2 separate regions of the Zea mays genome follow, and region 2 is linked to region 1. A link is a contact called in public Hi-C data. All regions are on one chromosome and are shown on one strand. The core of a region is the stretch at or near the end of the contact, and the rest is flanking DNA. Distances in the headings are between cores, read along the strand shown.

Evidence for each region. A called contact is a pair of places that touch in the nucleus more often than the background predicts.
Region 2: a contact with region 1 is called in a Hi-C map of leaf, with 8 times the contacts expected there. The contact joins the promoter of LOC103643956 here to the promoter of LOC100285734 in region 1. A contact is called at or near these places in 4 of 25 Hi-C or Micro-C datasets (bundle sheath, endosperm and leaf).

The regions. Positions count from the first base shown.
Region 1 is chr1:278,895,384-278,900,371 of Zm-B73-REFERENCE-NAM-5.0, reverse strand. It overlaps LOC100285734, which reads right to left and starts at 1,490. Exons shown (of 4, transcript NM_001158625.1): 1 at 922-1,490. The coding sequence starts at 1,300.
Region 2 is chr1:279,102,914-279,107,833 of Zm-B73-REFERENCE-NAM-5.0, reverse strand. LOC103643956 (lecithin-cholesterol acyltransferase-like 1) reads left to right here and starts at 3,529. Exons shown (of 3, transcript XM_008667126.4): 1 at 3,529-4,166; 2 at 4,168-4,187; 3 at 4,312-4,920. The coding sequence starts at 3,735.

The DNA of each region.
Region 1 (4,988 bases), core at 241-2,740:
GCGCCTGCATGCAAGGATCAGAAACCTGATAAGCAGCACAGATTTATAGGTGATGTCCATAGCAAGCCGACCAAGGACCACACTGTTGGGTCCCGACAGTGAACTTGAATCGCGAGGCTCCATTGTATTCTTGAGACTTTCTTGCGTGCATTCATGCTCTTTTAGCTGTTTCTTGGTTTTTAGGTTTCTGAGTGAGAAAGGGGTGAAGGTATAGGTCCGAGGTAGATCACGCCATTCTTTTTCATTCTTCCTCTAATAAGAACTAGTAGTCGTATTATCAGCAGGCGGCGTGACAAAAAGGAATCCACACGATCGCGGCGCCGTTGAGGACAAGAAAAGCGTTGGCGGATGTCAGCAAAAAGAAGTGCAAACTTATGTCGATACATATCACGGATGATTCAATAAAGCTTTTTTTAAAATACTATTTAAAACCATTTCTTTTTTCCAGAGGTGGAAGAACTTTTACAGTCGTCACTAATCTAAATCTCCAGAAGACGAAAAGAGAGAGGAAAACCCCATACAAAGATCATTGGCAGGTTAAAAGAGTCAACACTGGTCATGAAAACCCCATGAATCTAGAGTAGATGCACTAAATAACTGAAGCTAGAAGAAAGAAGAAGAGGAGAAGAAACGGAAGAGGGCACAGATCAGCTTAAGGATAAGCAGTAGTCAGTCAGTAGACATAACCAAGTAAAAATAAATAAATCTGTAGCTACGAGACCAAGAGCAAAGAGAGAAAGCAGGGTGAATCGAATCGAACCGAAAAGCAATAATACTGGAGAAGAAGTGGATAGCAAGCTTTTCAATCACCAAAATCCAATCAACAAGCAACGGGAAAAAAAGAAGTAAGCTTTGCAGCAGCAAGCGGCACCGCCACAACAAGCAGTAGCACGGGTACGCCGTCGCCGTGCTCGCGCTCACCTGAGCAAGAGGCCGGGGTCCCGTAGTACAGCGGCATGGCCCCGCCGCCATCAGCCGCAGCGGTGGAGGAGGCGCACGAGGCCGCGGCGGCGGCGGCGGCGGACGAGAAGCTGAGCATCTGCTCCCCGCCGTGGCCGGGACTGCACGAGCCCAGCAGGAACGGCGCCGCCGCCGCCTTGGTGGCAGCCGCCACGTCCCCGGCGACGACGGGCGCTGTCCCTGTCCTGGGCTGCTTGGCCCTGCCGCCGCCCCACACGTCGTCGTCTCCCCCCGCCGCATTGGGCCCCCGCCCGTGCTTGAGCAGCCTGCTAGATCCGCCGCCGAGCAGGCCCAGCTCCGAGGCGCCCGCGTCCATCACCACCGACCCGCCCAGGTCCATCGTCGCGCCCCCGCCCGCTCGCCGTGCTGTGTGCCCCCGCGCTAGTGCTGCTCGCGTCCATGCGGCGCGGGATGGGAAGCGTGGGAGTGGGGCGGAGGAGGAGGAGGCGGCGGCATTGCTTTGAGTTGTGCTCTGGTTCTAGTGGTATAGCTTGGCTAGCTGCTGCTGCCTGCTGGTGAGTGTGTATGTGTGCTCGGTGGGTGCATGGTGGTGGCCTTGGGTTTTACTTACGGGGGCCGTGGGGAGGGGTGGTTGCGGCCTGCGCTCGGGAAACCAGGCTGGTTTTTCTTTTGGAGGCAGGCGCAGGCACGGCGAGAGGAGGGGAGGCGCAGTAAAGACAGCTACTAGTAGTAGCTGGAGGAGTGGGGCGGCAGGATAAAATAGGTAAGTGCGGTGAAAATTTTAGGGGCGTTTCCGTTTCACCCTACCAGCAGAATTGGATGAGGGCGGTGCAGAGGAGGGAGAGACGGTAAAACATGGTGGATGGTATCGGTGGTAGTAGCCTGGCCAGGACTAGGAGAGAGCTATCCTTTGCCCTTTGGTTCTTGCCACTGCGGTAAAAAAGAAGGGGGGTCTTTGATGGCCATCTGATATTTTTACCGTTTTGCCAATTGAGGAGGGGAGGCATCTTTGCAGGGTAAAGTGTTGCGAGAGATGTTACCACACAGGATTGGGATTTCGATGGTACATGTTAGATGGGGACGTTATTGCCTGTTTCCATGTTCGGGACAGGGCCGCTGAAAGGTGATGTATACGCCTACTCCCAAAGTGTGACCCTTCTCGGCCTCTCACCGTCTCCTGTCACCACTCACCACTCACCACTCGGACTCGGTTCCACGGAGCTTTCGAAGAACGATCCCAAACCAAACCATGCATGCTGCCACACCACACAGGCACTGTAGCTGTACAAGGAAGCCCTCTCAGGCCTCAGGGCACTGCTCACACAGTGTGGGGATTTCTCGGTAGAGCCAGTGGTGCTGCCGGCCGGCCGGCTGCCCCGCCTGCCTTACACAGTCACAGGGGACACCGCGCGCTAGATCATCAGTAAGGCGGTGACACGATCTATAGCCATAGCGAATTATTGGCGCTGGATTCCGCCGGCCCGGGCCCCTGCAGCCGCTTGCTGTTGGAGATTAGGTCGCGAGTCGTAGACTCGTAGGCCACGCAATTACTCTAGTATTGTATGTATATCGCAACCCAGTTTGCGTGTGTGCGCGCGCGCGCGTCTCGTGCAGTGCAACACGCGCCGTAGCTAACTTTGCGGCTTGGAGCAACGCGGCAAAGGATTGGGGTTGCACGCGCTCTGGACCAGCTCGAAACTAAGGATGTGTTTCGTTAATAAGCAGAGTAGAACAGAGCGACTCAATTTTATTTTCTAAATGTTTGGTTTTTTAAAAAAGAGTGTAGTGTCTTCTGGAGTCTATATATGAAATTTATCATAAATATTGTAATGCTTCTGCTCCACAAAAATGATCGGATGCGAGTGCTCTCTCGGATGCAAGTGTTATCCTCTATTCTCTCCCCTCCATACTTATATGACTGTGCGGGCGGGCATGTGCTTCGCACGTGGCGACGACGCATTCCATCGTGTACCGAATCGATCGAACCGACACGGCTTCGTCAAGACGTGATCCAGTCAAGGCACATCAGCTCAGCTCCCGCTTGCTCGGTCCCTGGTACTCCAGTCCAGTCCCAAATAGTATACGCGAGGCTGGGCGGCGGCGTCCTCCCGTCCCGACGACCGCCGGGGCCGCGTGCATTTTCATCAGTTCAGTTCAGCCTCCTCCCCCCCCCCCCCCCCCAACAATGGACGTCGTGGTTATTACAACCGCTACATCGATGCTACTGCTAGATTGGAGCAGAGTACAGTATCCTAATCCTGGGCGCGCGCCGTTCATCGGTCGACCCGTGGTGGTTGGCCTGTGAGCTTCTTCTTCTTTTTTTGTTTACCTGGAGTAAAATGGCATCGCATCGGTAACTTGCCTATCAGTAAGTACGCGAGGGAATGTCTCCGCGCGACTGACCAGTAAGTAATAAGTAGTGGCCTCGGCTCTACGACGCTACGGGGTCAACTCTGGATCACCCAACGGTACCAAGCGGTTTTTAGTGCTGCAACAAAAAAAAAAGTTAACACATCTTGGCTAACAGCTCTCACAGTCTTGGGCACTCCAGCAGCAGGGGCCTTGAGCCACATCGACTTTTCCAGCCGCTAGCTGGACAATGAACTCGTCCCCAGCAGTAACAGTAACGCGGCTTAACTTCTGTCTGTGTTAACCGCGTGGTAAAAAAAACAACGGAGCGGCCTAAAAATCTTCGCCACATGACATAATCATAGCGCCTGGCATAAACAACACACAGCAGTGCGGTGGGAGGGGAGGGGGCGCTATGATCCAAAATAAATACTCGTGCACACACACCACACGCGCATGCCAGCTGTTCCGCCTCTCTCTCCCTCTCTACCAGTCCCCAGTCCCCACCCACCAAACTCATTCCCATCTATGCTATTCTCACGCGACGGTAAAAAAAAAAGAAGGGAAGAGAGGGGGGGGGCAAAGAAAACGGAATCAAAACCCGCGCACGCTTTGTTTACGCGCCTCCGCGACGTACAGTACTTGCCGCGGTTGAAAAGAAAAAAGAAAAGCCGTCTCGATGGCCCAAGGGGCACGGCCAGGCCGGGCCGGGCCGGCTCACGTGACCTCCGCGGAGCATCACGAGCACGGGGGGTTTTGTTTAATGCCCGATTAGGCTCGCAGTCGCATCAGCCTAGTCGGGGTTTGTCCCGGAGCTCTTTCTCTCTCATTGTTGGGGGCGGTCGTGATCTCGGTCAAAGAGGCGCTCAGATTCTAGCGGAGGGCGGGCGGGCGGGGCCCAGCTAGCTCCTTGCCTGTTACTTATACTTGTATAGCGATCTGGTGCGTGGCGCTGTAGTCTAGTAGTACTATTTTAGATATAACTTTGAGGTCACGCATAAATAAAACGTACAGTGCTTGTCTAGGGCGAGATAAAATATAGGGTCCACTCCTTGGCGCAGGACATGCCTTTTATGTTTAATTGATATTACTTATGTTCTCAAATATTTATCATCTTTGCTAATTTATTTTAGAATTAAATGTCGATAAATAAAAAAGAACTGATGGAGTGTATATGTCACTGCGGGAGAGTTGGCAAAAGAAACTTGGCCATTTTTCTCTGTTTTCTTTTGTAGCACATTTTGTTCGCGCGGACGACCTTCTAGGGACGTACTGTGTATATATATATATATATATAGTTGATTTCTCGTAGAGGCAAAGCAAAAACAAAAAAAACGTACTAGCATGTGCTGTAAACGTTTTTTTTTTTTGGTCTTGGACGGGATGACTCGAGATCTATGGATACATGCGTGTTGATATATGTGCATCAAATTTAGGACTGCACACACAAATGTTTTGATCGGCGCGTGGGTGGTAGGAGCGGCGAGTGAGTTTGTCTGGCTGGTATTTTGCCCTTCTGAGGCCAATGCAATGCAAGTGCGTACTAGCTCCTCGGTGCTCCTAGTATATATACAACTTGGTACTAGTATTCTTTAATTTCTAGAATTGGTGAGTGCCAGACCTTCCGGTCCGATCCGCTCGCTGCCTGCAGCTCACCCACCCCGCGCGCGCGGAGATCTCGATTGCGTGATGCAGCACGTTTCGGGAAAAAAAGGGAA
Region 2 (4,920 bases), core at 2,280-4,779, 210 kb before region 1:
GACTGGTCCGAGACATGCTGCGGTCCTGAACCCGCATCTGGAGTCAACGTCGGCCTTCATTCCCTTTCATATTAAGGGCCTGTTTGGAGGTCTGACCTCCAATGCCACATCAAGCCTAAGGTGCGGCGGCCGATACGGCCGCCACAACTGTGGCGCGGCGTGGAAACCGGAGCGGTGATCCAAACATGCCTTAAATCTATAATTATAACTATTGGTTCAGTCATGGAAATCATAAAGCTCCTGCATGGACGAGAAACGGAGTCAAAGATCACTGGACTGGACGGGCGGCAGCATGCAGATTTCGCCGCCCGTTATCGAAGTAAAAAAAATGACCCTTTTTTTTTCGGTCCAAGAAGATTGCGTCAACATATGCCGGCGCAAACGAAGGACACAACAACAAGCTCTCATGGTCGCATCGCATACTTCACGATCGGCGGCGTTCAATCGACTTCACGGCCGGGGACATGTCACGTGCACCCGACATGGTTTTGCCCGATCTTTTGAAAAATGCAGACATCAGTCGGCACCGAGACACCGGGGAGACGGGGCCTTTTTGGTCCTTGACTCATGGTATATAGCTCTCTTTTTTTCAGCTTCTCTACTGGTGGTACACAATATGTCAATAATATATAAATACAACACTGGACAGTAGATGAACATGGACAGCTGCAGAGCCGAAATCTGTACTGAATTAAGCAACCCACAGACGGACGCACGTATTTTTCGCGTTTCTTTTTTATCACAAAACAGCAGATTTTATGTTGTGGTACTAGTACAGCGCACGCGGATTTTCTGGTGCAATGCAACGTCGGCCGGCCGGCGTTGGATTTATTAAGCTAAGCCGCGACGGCGACGCCAGCCCTACGAGCCGCCGTCCTGGACGACGGCCCCACGGCGCAGCTCTTGCTCCTGGGCCCCATCAGCGCCTGCGCCTTCTCCTCCTCGCCCAGCCCGAACTCGCACGGCCGGTCCTCGTCGATCCGGCCGATGGCCACGCTCTGGCTCCGCGGCCCGACGCCGGCGGGGGCCCTGGGCGGGCCGGCACGGGAGGCCGCCCTGATGAGCTCCCGCACGTCCTCGTCGGTGCCACCGCCCGCCGCCGAGCGGTAGAACCCGTGGCTCTGGCACCGCGGCATCGCCACCAGCCCCACGGGGGCCAGGCCTCCCCGGCCGCCGCCGCCCCCCGCGCAGGCCGCCATCCGGCTCACGTACAGGTCCCGCGCGCGGACCAGGGCGCGGAACGGCGCGCGCACGCACCGCCCTAAGATGGCCAGCGCGCGCGTCCCCCTGCTCGCCGTCACCGCCGCCGCCATGGTACGGTCTGCTGGCCTCGAGGGATCAAACGTACGTACGGGTTGCTTCTCGCTGTCTTGCACGTCGTAGCTCTGCTCTCGGGAGCGAGGTGGGTGGCAGTGTGGCACCTGGAAGTGGTACACTCCGAATCCGAACCTCCGATCTCCAGTAGCTGGGGCTCTGATGTAGTGTTATATAGGTGGAGGACATGCGACTCGTTCTCCGGCGAGTGGCTTGTCTGGATGGCTACGGACGCAGCTGCCAGCAGGGAGTACCTGAGTTCTGACCGATGCCCGTCTCGTTCTCGTTGGTTGCGCGTGACTGAACTCACGAGGCTGTCTGGCACGGCATGTTGTGACCTTGGGGTCTTGGTTTGGCCTGTTCAAGTCAGACGGGCGGGAGTCCCTGCTACCTGCTTGCGTCGACTCTTTCAAGTCGCATGGATCGACGGAGTCAGTCGGTCGCCGTGAGGAGAGAATCAAGGGTAGTGCGTTGCTTCTTTGTGTTTTTTTAATTATGAGAAGATATTTTAATTTATTTAGAAATATAAAAATATTCTATAATTTAAAAACAGAGCGAGTATTCTATACAGGATTATATCCTGGAGTTGAGGTCAATGGACACGGCCACACGGCTTTGATGATTTTCCCAGTTCGTTGCTAGTAGCAAGAGACGTCTTGTGTACGGTACAGGTGTACTGCGCCGTGTACAGAACTACAGATACAAGATAACAGCTGCAGCCACGTGGATGTACGTACAGTGGCAAGTTGCTACCACTTCCTGGAGAACGAAGCAGTCACGTCAAGCATTTCAGCGAGCACCCAAAAAACATGCAAGCTAGCTATTCAAAAGCCACGTTAATCGAGATTCATAACAAATAGTAAAAAGTTGTGTACGTGCAAACCTAATGTTGCAACTAATACGAGTACGGTATAATTAAAAAACAAAGAAATGCTTGAGCGCATGGATCACCTGCAGAGGGCAGACCAAAGACGTTCATTCCTGTGTCACGGGCACGTTTACTTGAAACAAAGTAAAAAAAACGAACAAATAGGTGGTAGAATAAACATTTCTCTTGAAACAAAGAAGAAAAAAAAAGCAGAAATATTCCAAACTCCGTACAGAATCCGTGTAGGCCCGTCGGAAGCCTACGATGTGTAGTGAGCAGATGAGGCCCATATCCAGCAGTCCAGCACAGAGGTTAGCCGTAGCGGCCCAGTTCGGCAATGTTTGGATCCAAGGAAGCGCATGGATTCAAAACAAGCAAGCCCAGCGCCTGTCCCTGTTCCTGTCCTTTGTCGCGTCCCCCGGCCCGATCCTGTCCGGCGATCGAAGGCAGCCGGTACGTGCTTCTCAGACTGACCGCAAAGGCTGCCCCTATGCAGCCCCCTCCCCTTGCATGGCGCGTGCAGTGGGCGCTCCACACGCGCAGCGGTGCCTCCTAGCCCGTCGTCCTTCTCTCTCTCCCCCTCAATCTAGCGTGTCACTGTTCATCACCCTAAACACTGTGCTGTGGGTACACGAGTAATTGTTAGTAGATAAAAAATTGATAGTTGGTATAGAAAATGATATTTTATAGTGGTAGTGGGGTATAAGGAGAGTATTTAGGGGGAACCGCTGCGGGAGATGGAAAAATAGGAGGAAAAATAGGGGGGAAAAGTGATATAGGGGGAAAAATTTAGGGGTAACGGTTGCGGATAGCCTCAGGCTGTGCGCAGCGGTCACAGCTAGCGATCCCCCTCCCCTTGCATGCCGTCTGTAGGGGGCACCCTACGGCCGCAGCGGTGCCCCCTACAGCACCCCCTACGCGTCGGCACCCTTCTCTCTCCCCCCAGATCTAGCGTGTCACTGTTCATCACCTTAAACACTGTGTTGTGGGTCCACGAGTAATTGTTAGTAGATAAAAAATTGATAGTTAATATAGAAAATGATATTTTATAGTTGTAGTGGGGTATAGGGAGTATTTAGGGGGAACTGCTGCGGGAGATGAAAAAATAGGGGAAAAAATAGGGAGGAAAAGTTATATAGGGGAAAAATTTAGGGGTAACGGTTGCGTTGCGGATAGCCTCAACCGCCGGGATCGCGTGACCGACAGCCCCGAGCCCCAGACCCGGCGACAGCAGGGCCCTCCAAGTCTACACGCACCGCGTACAAGTTACGGTACAGGGACATTAGTCGCTGTCATCGCGTAACCACGGAATAATTACGATGGCACAAGCTCGATCCGGACGGACGGACGCGCTTGCCTTGCCTCTACCCACTGCTGCAAAGCAAGGACGACGTAACCACTACCGTTACCGCGGGCCTTCTTGAGCGGCTCCAAGGGATCCAAGTAGCATTATCGCCAATCAGTAAGTAGGCTCCAAGAGCACCGTCCGTCACCACACAACAAAGTTAGCAAGTAGCAGTGACCACCTGATCCAAAAGCAACAAGTAGGATCATGGACGTGGGGAGGCGCCTTTCGCTGGCCCGCGTGCCAGCAGTGGCCGCGCTGATGGTTATGCTGTCGCTGAGTTCGTCCTTCTGCGTGTCGTCGTCGGCGGCGAGGGCGGTCGCCAGGCCTGGCGCCGCGGAGCAGCTGCAGCGGCACCCCGTGGTGCTGATCCCGGGAGCGGGCGGCAACCAGCTGGAGGCGCGGCTGACGGAGGGCTACGAGCCGTCCAGCCTGGTGTGCCGGGTGTGGCCACTCGTGCGCGGCCGCGGTGGCTGGTTCCGCCTCTGGTTCGACCCCTCCGTGCTTGTCGCGCCGCTCACCAGGTGCTTCGCCGAGCGGATGACGCTCTCCTATGACGCCGACGCCGACGACTACCGCAACGCGCCCGGCGTCGAGACCAGGGTCTCCGACTTCGGCTCCACCTCCACCCTCCGCGGAGGACCTCGACCCCAATCTCAAGTACCCAAAGCAACCATTTCCATTCGCTCAGCTTATTATATATGCTACGGTGAGTTCCAAGTGTCATCGGTCGATGACGTGACCTGAGACCTGACGACGAACAATCGACGCGTGCTACGTGCAGGCTCCTCACGGGGTACATGAACACTCTGGCGAGCACGCTGGAGGAGGCCGGCTACGAGGAAGGCCGCGACCTGTTCGGCGCGCCGTACGACTTCCGGTACGGGCTGGCCGGGCCGGGGCACCCGTCGCAGGTGGGCAGCGCGTACCTGCAGCGCCTCAGGCTGCTGGTGGAGTCGGCGTGCGCGGCCAGCGGCGGGAGGCCCGCGATCCTGGTGGCGCACAGCCTGGGCGGCCTCTTCGCGCTGCAGCTGCTGGCGCGCAGCCCGCCGCAGTGGCGCGCGGCGCACGTGCGGCGCCTCGTCACGCTCTCCACGCCGTGGGGCGGCTCCGTGCAGGAGATGCTCACCTTCGCCTCCGGCAACACGCTCGGGGTGCCCTTCGTCGACCCGTCCCTCATCCGCGACGAGCAGCGGACCGCCGAGAGCAACCTCTGGCTGCTGCCGACGCCCAGCGTGTTCGGCAACACCACGCTGGTGCTGTCGCGGGCCCACAACCGCTCCTACTCCGCCAAGAACATGACGCAGTTCCTCCGGGACATCGGCTTCGAGGAAGGCGTGGAGCCGTACCGCGCGCGGATACGGCCGCTCGTCGAGGCCCTGCCGGAGCCCGG